Linked DNA regions of Mus musculus: region 1 is linked to region 2. The links are chromatin contacts, called in public HiChIP or PLAC-seq maps. All regions are on one chromosome and are shown on one strand. Each heading gives the region's core, a stretch centred on a gene start, on an enhancer-like site or on the middle of the called end of the contact. The rest is flanking DNA. Distances are from core to core; before and after follow the strand shown.

The links. HiChIP or PLAC-seq counts read pairs in DNA pulled down with a chosen protein or histone mark.
Region 1: a contact with region 2 is called in an H3K27ac HiChIP or PLAC-seq map of microglia, with 6 times the contacts expected there. The contact joins the promoter of Scgb1c1 here to the promoter of Rplp2 in region 2. A contact is called at or near these places in 5 of 39 promoter capture datasets (embryonic stem cells, neural stem cells and pre-B cells), 1 of 15 datasets of contacts at CTCF or cohesin (embryonic stem cells), 1 of 484 Hi-C or Micro-C datasets (CD4 T cells), 7 of 115 datasets of contacts at active chromatin or transcription factors (T-cell acute lymphoblastic leukemia, embryonic forebrain, embryonic stem cells and 2 more) and 2 of 9 other capture datasets (embryonic stem cells and liver).

The regions. Positions count from the first base shown.
Region 1 is chr7:140,843,089-140,848,321 of GRCm38.p6, reverse strand. Scgb1c1 (secretoglobin, family 1C, member 1) reads right to left here and starts at 2,757. Exons shown (of 3, transcript NM_001099742.1): 1 at 2,691-2,757; 2 at 2,075-2,274; 3 at 1,553-1,722. The coding sequence starts at 2,745. The coding sequence ends at 1,690. It overlaps C330022C24Rik (RIKEN cDNA C330022C24 gene), which reads left to right and starts at 2,633. Exons shown (of 4, transcript NR_045717.1): 1 at 2,633-2,939. Odf3 (outer dense fiber of sperm tails 3) reads right to left here and starts at 406. Exons shown (of 7, transcript NM_027019.3): 1 at 385-406.
Region 2 is chr7:141,444,593-141,450,045 of GRCm38.p6, reverse strand. Rplp2 (ribosomal protein, large P2) reads right to left here and starts at 2,395. Exons shown (of 5, transcript NM_026020.7): 1 at 2,339-2,395; 2 at 2,015-2,138; 3 at 1,272-1,320. The coding sequence starts at 2,137. It overlaps Snora52 (small nucleolar RNA, H/ACA box 52), which reads right to left and starts at 1,243; the gene lies at 1,110-1,243. It also overlaps a transcript of Pidd1 not described here.

The sequences.
Region 1 (5,233 bases), core at 1,508-4,007, 600 kb after region 2:
GGTGCTGGGATGCCCTCCCTGTTGCATCTCATTCCTGGCCCTCATGTTCCCATCCCTGGTACTGCTGATATTGCATCCTGCAGACCCAAGCCTTGCCCCGTGGAGACATGGGAGTCTCGAGTAGTTACAAGCAAAGAGAGCTCCCCGTCTGGTGTGGTGAGCTCACCCCTACCCAGCTCCAAGATAAGGGTGGGAGTCATGCCTTCAGGACAGGCCCAGAGGAGCTGCTCTGGCCCTGCACTGACTACTGTTTTGGCTCTGAAGGAGCTCGGGCTGGTCAAAGAACCCTGGGTGCAACTTTCCAAAGAGCTGGCTGGCAAGGGTCCAGAGCTTCTTGGCTGAGCTGTGTCATGGGCGGGAGGGGAGCAAATCGGGAGGCCTCACCTCCTCTGTGCAGGAATGGGCTTAGAGCAGCTTAGGACCCAGCCTCCTCACCGGTGGCCTGTCCCCCTGGTGTCTGTGCCAGGCAACTCCCTAAAAAGGAACATGGGGAGAAAGGGAAGCTTTCTCTTTCTCCCCCAGTTTTGAGAACTGGGGAGGGGTCCCTGCCCCTGAGCTCTAGAATGTGGCTTTGTCCCACAAGAAGTTCTAGATCATAGTGTGTGTGATGGAGACAATGACCTCTGGCCCAAGGCCTCTCTTCAGACATTACCTTTTCCAGAGATCCTGTTTTTGGGGGGAACTAACCCTCTCCAGGGAGCCCCCATCCTCTCCGTGGACTTCTCCTTTAGGGGCTATGCACATCTCCAGCAACCACACGAGTCTCCAGGAACTCCCACCTCTTCAGGGAGTCCCCAAGTCTCCAAGGAGCTCCCACACTCTCCAGGGAACTCCTCTTGCAGAGACCAACCCGACCTCTCCAGGGGCCTCCTTACTCTCCAGGTTCTTTAACTCTTTGTGTTGGCTGGGACAAATGTAGACACAGTGAGGTTGCAGGTTTCTCCTTAGCTTTAGCCCAGTACAAGCCACTGATTTGGGGAAACTGGGGGGCAGGGGTTTCTGCCTACTGGGGATCTTGGGAGTGCAGGCTTGGGTTGGAGACTGGGTTGATTGTGGTGGGCATACCCAGAGAGGTTGCTTTCTCCCTACAGCTCCCCAGAGCTTGTTCTTCCAGTTTCCCTGCTGGCAAAGCCCACCCCTCAGAACCCCCTGTGTCCTTGTGTTCAGTCAGGGTTTCCCTACTTGACCTCAGTAAGGCTCTTCAGGTTCTGACTCAGGCTGGACTCTCTTTCCTCGGGTGATTTTGGGAAGAGAGGTTGTTTTCAAAGCTCCCAGAACGTATGCATCAGTTGGCTGTGCTCTTGCCTTATTATTATTATTTTTTTTATGCATAAGCCCTGCCAGCCTGCCTTTCTGTGTTAGGCTCCTTTTATCCCCATCCTTCCTAGATAGCTCCCTGTGTTCACGTGGTTTCCCGAGGCCGACCTCACACATTGCTTCCGGAAAGTGACCTTGCATTATGAGTTTGCATCTTTTGGTTTATCTCTCAGGGTGCCTCTGATAGGACTTTTTGTGTGTCCCTGTGTTGCAGGGAGAGAGAGAAGCCAGCACATGGGCTGCAGTAGGCTTTATTGATTTAACAGTTCGAGGGTGAATTTATTCGTGAAGAAGCAGTGATCGCGGCACATCCATGGTCGCTGTAGGGCTGGTCCTGTCGCTCATGGAAGTCAAGCCGTGTTTCGGGTCTGCTTATGTGTCCTCTTGAGCATCTAGCACTTGCACCTGAAAGAGAGATGTGTGGGGACCAGGAGACCTGGTAACCAACAACCGGATCCCCCAGTCCCAGCGGCAGACAGTGCTGTGCACACCAGTGGAGGAGACAGACTCCTGAGCATGGTGACCCACCTCTCCTAGCACCCTGGGGAGGGGCTGTGTGCACATGTACTGCCTAGGTGGGATGTAGTTCTTTTGGGGTGGGGGAAGCAGTTCTAAGAGACTTTGGAAACTTCTCTGCGAGGTCTCCATCTCTGCTGGCTGATGGAGATCTGGGGATCGGGGAGGACTGGTGATCCAGCACCAGGAGGGTCTCGGAAGAACTGCAAACATTCGGGGATGGGAGTCCCAGCCCGATTACCAGCAGCTTGACCAGTTGCTCCTTATGCACAGGCTGTAGTTCATCGATGCAGGACTTGAGCTCGCTCAGCGCTGACTTGGCCATGTCATTGACATTGTACTTGCCCAGGGGCCCTTCGTAGAGTTCTTCCGGGGTCCCCACCAGGAGTGTTTGCAGGAATTCCATGAAAAACTCATTGTCATCCTCTGCTCTAGTCAGCCCTGTGTTGCAAAGGGGATACAATGCCGAGGGAGGGACTTGATCTCCTGTCCTTGTCTTTCTAGCACTCCCAGGTCAACCTGCAGATCCCTTCCCCATCACCACTAGTGGGAGCTGCTGTGGTTTCCCCCCTGACTTCCTGACCTCACCAGGGAAGAGAAGGGGGAGTTCTTCCCCTGGGCTAACTGGATCCAGAGGGTCAGGTCAAACCGGATTGCTCCAGGGTGGGCGGCATTGGCCTCGGTGGTTAGTTAGTGTTAGGTCAGGGTGGGTTGGGAGAGAACTGGTGTCAACAGATTTCCTGCACTTAGGGGGTGGGGTCTGTGACACTGGTAGGCATTGCCCACCTGATCCCAGGATTTCAGCCTCTTGGGGCCCCTTACCTACCGAAAGTGCTAGAAACAAGGCCCAGACTTACCACAGACGCAGAGCAGGCTTAGGGCCACCAGCAGAAGAGCGCTGCTCCCTTTCATGGTGACAGTCACAAGAACTGCTTGGGGGATACCAGGCTTTTATGCTGTAGAAGGTGGCACCTTGCCCGGGGGCGGGGCATACCTCTCAGGACCTGGCAGGACAACTGGGCCAGGCATGTCACTGTGCTCCATTAGGTGCCAAGAAGTGCCAAACTTGAGTGGATCATAAGGGGGCAGTTGGCAAACATGTCGGGGTAAGTGGAATACATCCTGGTCTGGGTAAACTTAGTGCTAGTTAACAGGGAGGAGTGCCAAAGGTCATGTGTGACCTCCCCGGTGCTCTGACAGCTTCTGGGATGCGTCTAGATCTTTGTGGTTGGGATCCCCCCCCCCCCCCTCCACCTGTGCTTAATGAGCTGCCTGTCCTAGTCCTCAGGCTGAGGCCACCCTACTGCTGCAGGTGGGAGAGGAGCCTGGGAACATGAGGTCAGAGGGGTGGGGGCCTCCCAGAGTGGAGGATGCTGAACCACCAGGAGGTCTGACGTTTGGAGGCAGTGTCCCGTGAGGTTGGGTGGCCTGAGAAGAGTTGCAGCTGCCTGTGGTCTCGCCTTCTCCTATCCTCTACTGCCACCTGGCGGCTTGATGGTTTTTCTTACACGGTGCTGGTTGCAGATCCGCCTGAGAATTTTGCAAAGCAGAATCCTCCTACCCCCTGTCAGAGTGGGTCTCATTATCCCATGTCTGAGCAGGGCATGATGGTGCCTTCATTACCCTACCCTTTCTTTGATTATACTTAGCCTTGCATATGCTCTGCCTGACATAGCCCCCAGATCCTTGCTCTAGCCCCTTTCAAGAACTGTTCCAGTGTTTGGGGTTCTTGCCTTCTTAGACTCCTGCCTATAATGAATATTCTCTAACCTTTGTTAGCATGAAACTAATCTATAGTGATGGGACCTGTTTCTGTGCATAAGTCTATGAATGTGGGACCGATTGTACAGTGCAGCGTCTGTCACCACAGTCAATAGGAGAGCAGATCAGCCTCTTAGTGCAGTGGCGCTCACCTCGGGTCATCTTTAACCTGTGGTTCTGGGGGCTACATAGATGGCTTAGTGAATCAGGGGGCTTGAGGCCAATCATGGCAACTTGAGTTTGATCTTCAGAGCTCACCTGATGGAAAAAGAGAACGGACTCTTGCAAGTAGCATCTCCAGGGGCTTGGCCTGGACACCTGTTTTGAGACCCCCCCTTTCATCCCCCCAAAATTCTGTCACAGAACTGACTGCTCCTTTAAAGACTCTCTGGCCCAGCTTCTGTCTCTTTACATTGTCTGCCACTGGGGTTCCATGTGGAACAAGTGGCCCCTTGGCCTCCCTTTGTGGGATCCAGTTGGCAGGTATTCCTCTTGCATTCCTTAGATGCTCAGCAGCACAGGCTGGCCAACACTGCTCTGCAGGTTAGCCAGGGATCGGCGTTTGGGACTCTCCATGCTGTGTGCGTCTGTTTACTCCTCCTGTCTCACTGTAGCAACCTCACACCCTGAGCACTTGTCCCTTGTCCTCTCCCCTCTGTGGTCTTCTGATGCCACTTCAAGGTTGTCTTCTAGTCATGGGCTATGTTTTCAGCAGTAGTCCCTCTCATTCCATCTTATACACCCTCTGACCATCTAGTCCCTTGAGTACCTGAGCGCTGCAGTCATCTGGGATCACACTTCCTGGCCCACATCATGTCCAGACACCATCACAGTTACTCCTTGGTCTACACCATCGGCCTCCGACACTGTCTTGTTCTGGTTGGCCTTTGTCAACTTGACATAAGCCTAGACGTATCTGAGAAGAGGGTATCCCAGTTGAAGAATTGCCTCTATCAGATTGGTCTGTGGGAAAGCCTGTGGGGGTATTCTCTTGATCACTGATTGATGGGAGAAGTCTCAGCCCTCTATGGGCAGCACCACCCCTAGCCAACTGTCCTGGGTGGTATAAGAAAGCAGGTTGAGCAAGCCATGAGGAGCAAGGCATTTCTCCATGGCCTCTACTTCAGTTCTTGCTTCAACTTGCCTCAGCGATGGACTGTGATGTAGAAATGTAAACCAAAGGGACTTACATGATTCTTGTCATTGTGTTTTAGAACAGCAGTAGAAAGCTAACTAGAACACATGTGTTCTGAAAAGGCCCCAACACAGGCTGAATTCATACAACCAGGAAACTATCTAACCAGCCTCACAGGGCCACAGCCTTGTCCTAGGTGCTGACAGCTTCCGAAGATTGCTGCAAAGGTTCTCACACCCTGTCGGGGGTTCAGTCATACTCTGTCTCCTCTTAGTCTCAGTACCTCAGCCCTTATTTCACAGACATGGAAGTCATCAGAAACAACAACACTACAACTCAGGCAAACTCCAAAACCCTGCAAACCAATCACCTAACCTATTACCCTGTCTTTATAAAGCATCTACTCCTTCATGTTCGCACCGGTCTTTATACAGATCTACAGCCACGTGGATCGTTGTGCAGATCCCTCCATGGCTACATTTGATCACCTCTTCCTAAGTCAAG
Region 2 (5,453 bases), core at 1,146-3,645:
ACACAGAGCCCCCAATGGAGGAGCTAGAGAAAATACCTAAAGAGCTAAAGGGGTCTGCAACCCTATAGGTGGAACAACAATATGAACTAACAAGTACCCCCCAGAGCTTGTGTCTCTAGCTGCATATGTAGCAGAAGATGGCCTAGTAGGCCATCATTGGGAAGAGAGGCCCCTTAGTCTTGCAAACTTTATATGCCTCAGTACAGGGGAATGCCAGGGCCAAAAAGTAGGAGTGTGTGTGTCTGTGTGTGTGGTTTATGGGGGACTTTTGGGAAAGTATTTGATATGTAAATGAGGAAAATACCTAATTAAAAAAAAAAAGTTCAAGCCAGGCGTGGTGGCAAATGCCTTTAATCCCAGCACTCAGGACAGAGGCAGAGGCAGGCGGATTTCTGAGTTCAATGCCAGCCTGGTCTACAAAGTGAGTTCCAGGACAGCCAGGGCTATAAGGAGAAACCACAAAAACAAACAAACAAACACACACAAGCTCAGCTTGGTGGTGCACACTTTTAATTTCAGCAGCCAGGAGGCAGAAGCCTGTGAATTTAAGGCCATCATGGTCTACAAAGTGGGTTTACAGGCCACATGGGTTCTTACTTTTAGTTATTTAGAAATCTTAAAATTGAACAAACAGCCGAGCGTGGTGGCGTACGCCCTTGATACCAGCACTCGGGAGGCAGAGAAACCCTGTCTCAAAAAAACAAAAACAACAAGGCAAAAAAAAATAAATAAAAATTGAACAATCATTTTACCATGAGGGTGCCCCAGGCTGATTGCAAATAAGTACTAGTCCGGTGGTGCCAGAAATCTGTATGCCTTAGTTAAGAAGGAACCTGTGGCAGGGCTTGGTGGCACACACCTTTAATCCCAGCACTAGGGAGGCAGAGGCAGGGAGATTTGAGTTCAAGGCCAGCCTGGTCAGTTCCAGGACAGCCAGCTACACAGAGAAATCCTGTCTCAAAAAACCGAGAGAGAAAGAAAGAGAAAAGAAGAAAGGAAGGAAAGAGAGAGAACACCAATTTTTAGCATCCCCAGTCCCTCCTCAAAGGAAAGGTTTTCACACATCCTCGTAGAAACCATAAAGTGACCCCATTGCCAGTTTCTGAGGGTGTTCTGAAGCGCTGCAGGCACAAGCCTAAAATGAAAAGGCCTTGCACAACTCTGGCAGTGTTTCTAGGATGCTCTGGTCCACAAGCGAAGCCTGGCAGATCACTGGCTGACCAGCAGGTATTAGGATGGACCACAAACAGGCCAACTTCCCAGGAACTCACCCTGAGCGATGACATCCTCAATGTTCTTTCCATTCAGCTCACTGATGACCTGGGGTAGACAACCACAGCTAGCAGTCAGCAATGCAAGGCACGGGGAAGGTCTCCTGAGATACTGGACCTGCTCTCAACTCCCAGGAACTACCTATGAGATAGTGCTGGGTCTTCTCAACAATGATTTTGGCAAAGGAAGTTTTAGATACTAAAATTCTACCGTTCTGTGAAGTTTAGGTTCTATGTACAACCTAGGTGGGTGGAGTGGGAACCCTTTCTAGAAGAATCTTAAGGGGCGATGAGATAGCTCCACTGCTAAAGACTTGGACTCTAACATATCCTAGAGTCCCAGCACTATAGGTCCAAGGAGACACAGATGCCTCTGTTGGCATCTACACACATACATCCTTTACTGCAAAGCTAGTTTAAAAAAAAAAAAGTTAGAAAACTGGTTTACACAGTGAGTTCCAGGTTAGCCAGAGCTACACGGTGAGGCCTTGTCTCAAAAAATAAGATCACACAACATGAGTTGTATTAAACTTCTATAAAAGCACGATTATCACGACTGACTTCTTCGATTGCACAAGGACTAAAGAGAAAACTATGACTAAGATGGGTGTAGGCCTCCTCCATCCATCCTTTTCAACAGGTTATCTACAATTTTTCTTAAAAGTAAAATCCGGACATAATAGGATAAGGACCGCCGCTGGTAGACATTTGGATCCAGCGGGTCCAAGCAAGCAGCATGCTACCTTGTTGAGCCGATCATCGTCCGCTTCGATGCCCACGCTGTCTAGTATTTTCTTGATGTCTTTGGCGCTAGGAGAGGAGTTGCCCCCGAGGGCGGCCAGCAGGTAAGAGGCGACGTAGCGCATGCTAAATGGGGCAGGGAGTGGGTACAGTGGTGAGGTTATCCGAGAGGCCTTCTGCTTCCCCCTCCATTTTAAGCAGCAAGTGAGGCCACGTGAGGCGCCAGGCCTCCGGTCACAGAATGCTGCGCCACCCTCGCCTCCCGGCCGTCATCCAACCCCGCAGTCCCCACCACTGTTCGCGGCCCAGGCGGCCAGGCTACTCACTCGGCTGCGGGGGACAGACCTCACGCGTGCGACCTCGGCGGCGTCCGGCGGCGAAAGGAAGACGCTGACGCAGTGGGCGGGGGTAAACCGCTACCCAGAAGCCCCCGGGACGCGTACGGCGGCGCACGGGGACGCCTCCCATTGACGAAAAGGGTGCACCGGAAGGAAGACATTTCCCTGTCATGTCTTCCCCACAACAAAAACGAGGGATTTTTCAAGTGCCAGGGGCCTCTGCAACATGGACGAGAGTCTCCCGAAATCCATGCGGGCACGGGCGTAGCGTTCAAACCCCTTTAACGCCTCGCGTCCCCAGCATGCTACTCGGCTCCACAGCTCCCAAAATGCAGCGCGAAGGCCCCGCCCTGGTCTTATTAAGGCGAACTACAAATCCCATGACGCTTCACTGTAAGACCTTCATACCGGAAGTGTGCTCCCTTCTAGCTTTTTCTTGTTGCACGTGGGCTGGGTGGGCGGCTATTGGTTCAAACTGTGGTGCTATGGGTCCTTCCTGTTCTTGGGCAACAGAGGTCCTAAGTTGGGCTGGGGCTGATGGCTCCCAAGTTCAGCTGGTTTGGAAAAGTTGGGCGAGCTTTCTGGGTCCTAGTGATTACGGCCATATCTAGAAACATCCTCCTTTTTTTTTTTTCTTTTGAGACAGGTTTCTCTATATACTCTTGGGTATCCTGGACCTCTATGTAGACCAGGTTGGCCAAGAACTCACGAGATCGCCTGCCTCTGCCTCCAGAGTGTTGGGATCAAAAGCTTTTTGACTGGAGAGATGGCTCAGGGGTTAATAGTTTGGACGTTGACTGCTCTTCCAGAGGTCCTGAGTTCAATTCCCAGCACCCACATGTCACAACCATCTGTGATGGGATTTGATTCCCTCTTCTGGTGTGTATCAAGACAGAACACTCATGTAAAACAAATAGGTAAATATTTAAAAGAAAAAAAGTAAACCTTTGCCTCGTTGGGAGAGGGTGTTGCATGCCTTTAATTCCAGTACTTGGGAGGGAATGGCAGGTTTAGGATAGCCAAGGCTACACAGAGAGACCCTGTTTCAAAAAAACTGTCTCTACACTAGGCTCTGGAGACCTCTCTTCCCCTTCTCACTTCCATTCCCTGAGATCCACAGGATCTGCCTCTTTAAAAAAAAAAAAAAAAAAAAAGCTGGGCGTGGTGACACACACCTTTAATCCCAGCACTCACTCTGGAGGCAGAGGCAGGCGGATTTCTGAGTCCAAGGCCAGCCTGGTCTACAAAGTGAGTTCCAGGACAGCCAGGGCTATACAGAGAAACCCTGTCTCAAACAAACAAACAAACAAACAAACAAAAAAAAAACCAAAACAAAACAAAACAAAAAAAAAAATGAGCAGTCGGTGCTCTTAAACTGCTGAGCCATCTCTCCAGCCCCAGGATCTGCCTCTTATGTGCCGGGATTAAAGGTGTGGGCAACCACACCTAGTGATTTGTTTAAAAGATGTGAATGTGTGTGTCCCACCTTGGTTTGCATGTGCACTACATTGTGTGCAGTGCCTTTGGGAGCCAGAAGAAGACATCAGTTCCCCTGGAATTGGAGGTACAGGCAGTTGTGAGATGCCCGTTACTGATGCTGGCCACTGGACCAAATTATTCTGCAAGTGCTCTTAACTGCTGAGCCATTTCTCCACACTTCTATTTTCTTTAATTTTGAGACATTGACCTATCATGTAACTTTGGCTTGTCACAGAAATCCACTTGCCTCTGCTTCCATAGTACTGGTTGGAATTAAAGACACGCACACCATACCTGGCATGATTTTTTTTTTTTTTTTTTTTATACAAGACAGGGTTTCTCTGTGTAGCCCTGGCAGTCCTGGAACTCACTCTGTAGAGCAGGCTGGCCTCGAACTCAGAAATCTACCTGCCTCTACTTCCCAAGTGCTGGGATTAAAGGTGTGCGCCACCACCGCCAGGCGATTTTTTTTTTTTTAAGGTTTATTTATTTATTTTAACACCATTGATCTCTTCAGACACAGCAGAAGGGGACATCGGATCCCATTACAGATGTTTGTGAGCCACCATGTGGTTGCTGGGAATTGAACCTCTGGAAGAACTATCTTAACCTCTGAGCCATCTCTCCAGCCCCTGGCATGATTTTTTATGTTGTGACTTTTCTGTTTGTTTAAAACAGGGCTGCTCTGTGTATCCCTGGCTGTCCTGGAACTTGTTCTATAGACCAGGCTAGCCTCTAACTCAGAGATCCACCTATCTACCTCCACCTCCAGAGTGCTAGGATTAAAGGCATTAGCCACCACCAACTGTCGTGAATTTTACTTATTTTTATTTTTTGGTTTTTCGAGACAGGGTTTCTCTGTGTAGCCCTGGCTGTCCTGGCACTCACTTTGTAGACCAGGCTGGCCTCCAACTCAGAAATTCGCCTGCCTCTGCCTCCCAAGTGCTGGGATTAAAGGTGTGTGCCATCACTGCCCGGCTGTGATTTTTTTTTTTTTAACTGTAAAATAATACCCAAAATAGCTGGAGAGATGGCTCAATGGTGAAGAGCTCATTTGCAGATTAAAGGCAAATACCACCATGCTCATTAATATAAACTTAAGGAATATTCCTAGGATGATTGCTTTTGAGACAGGTCTTGCTGTGCAGCCCGGGGCAGCAGTTCTCCCATCTCAGAAAGGCACTGCACTTGAGGTGAGCACAATTAGACTAAGCCCCTGGGGCTGGTTTTTATAAAGCACCATCTGGCACCTTTATGGAAACAGTGAGAAAGAGGCAGGTGCTAGAATGGAAGCAGAGAGGCCTTGCAGGAAGCTTGCCCATCACTTAGACTGTAGAACAGTCACTTGGTCATTTCCAGTCCACCAGCTCCACTGAGGATTCTGGGTGTTGGCTTCAATATTAATCAACTAAAGGACTTAGGCAAGTTCTTTTTTGGTTTTTCTAGACAGGGTTTCTCTGTATAGCCCTGGTTGTTCTGGAACTCACTTTGTAGACCAGGCTGGCCTCGAACTCCCGAGTGCTGGGATTAAAGAAGTGCCCACCACGCCCAGCAGGCAAGAACTTCTATCTCAAGTTTGTTTGTGTTGAGACCCACCTAAGTCAGGGAGGAAAAGCCAGGCAAC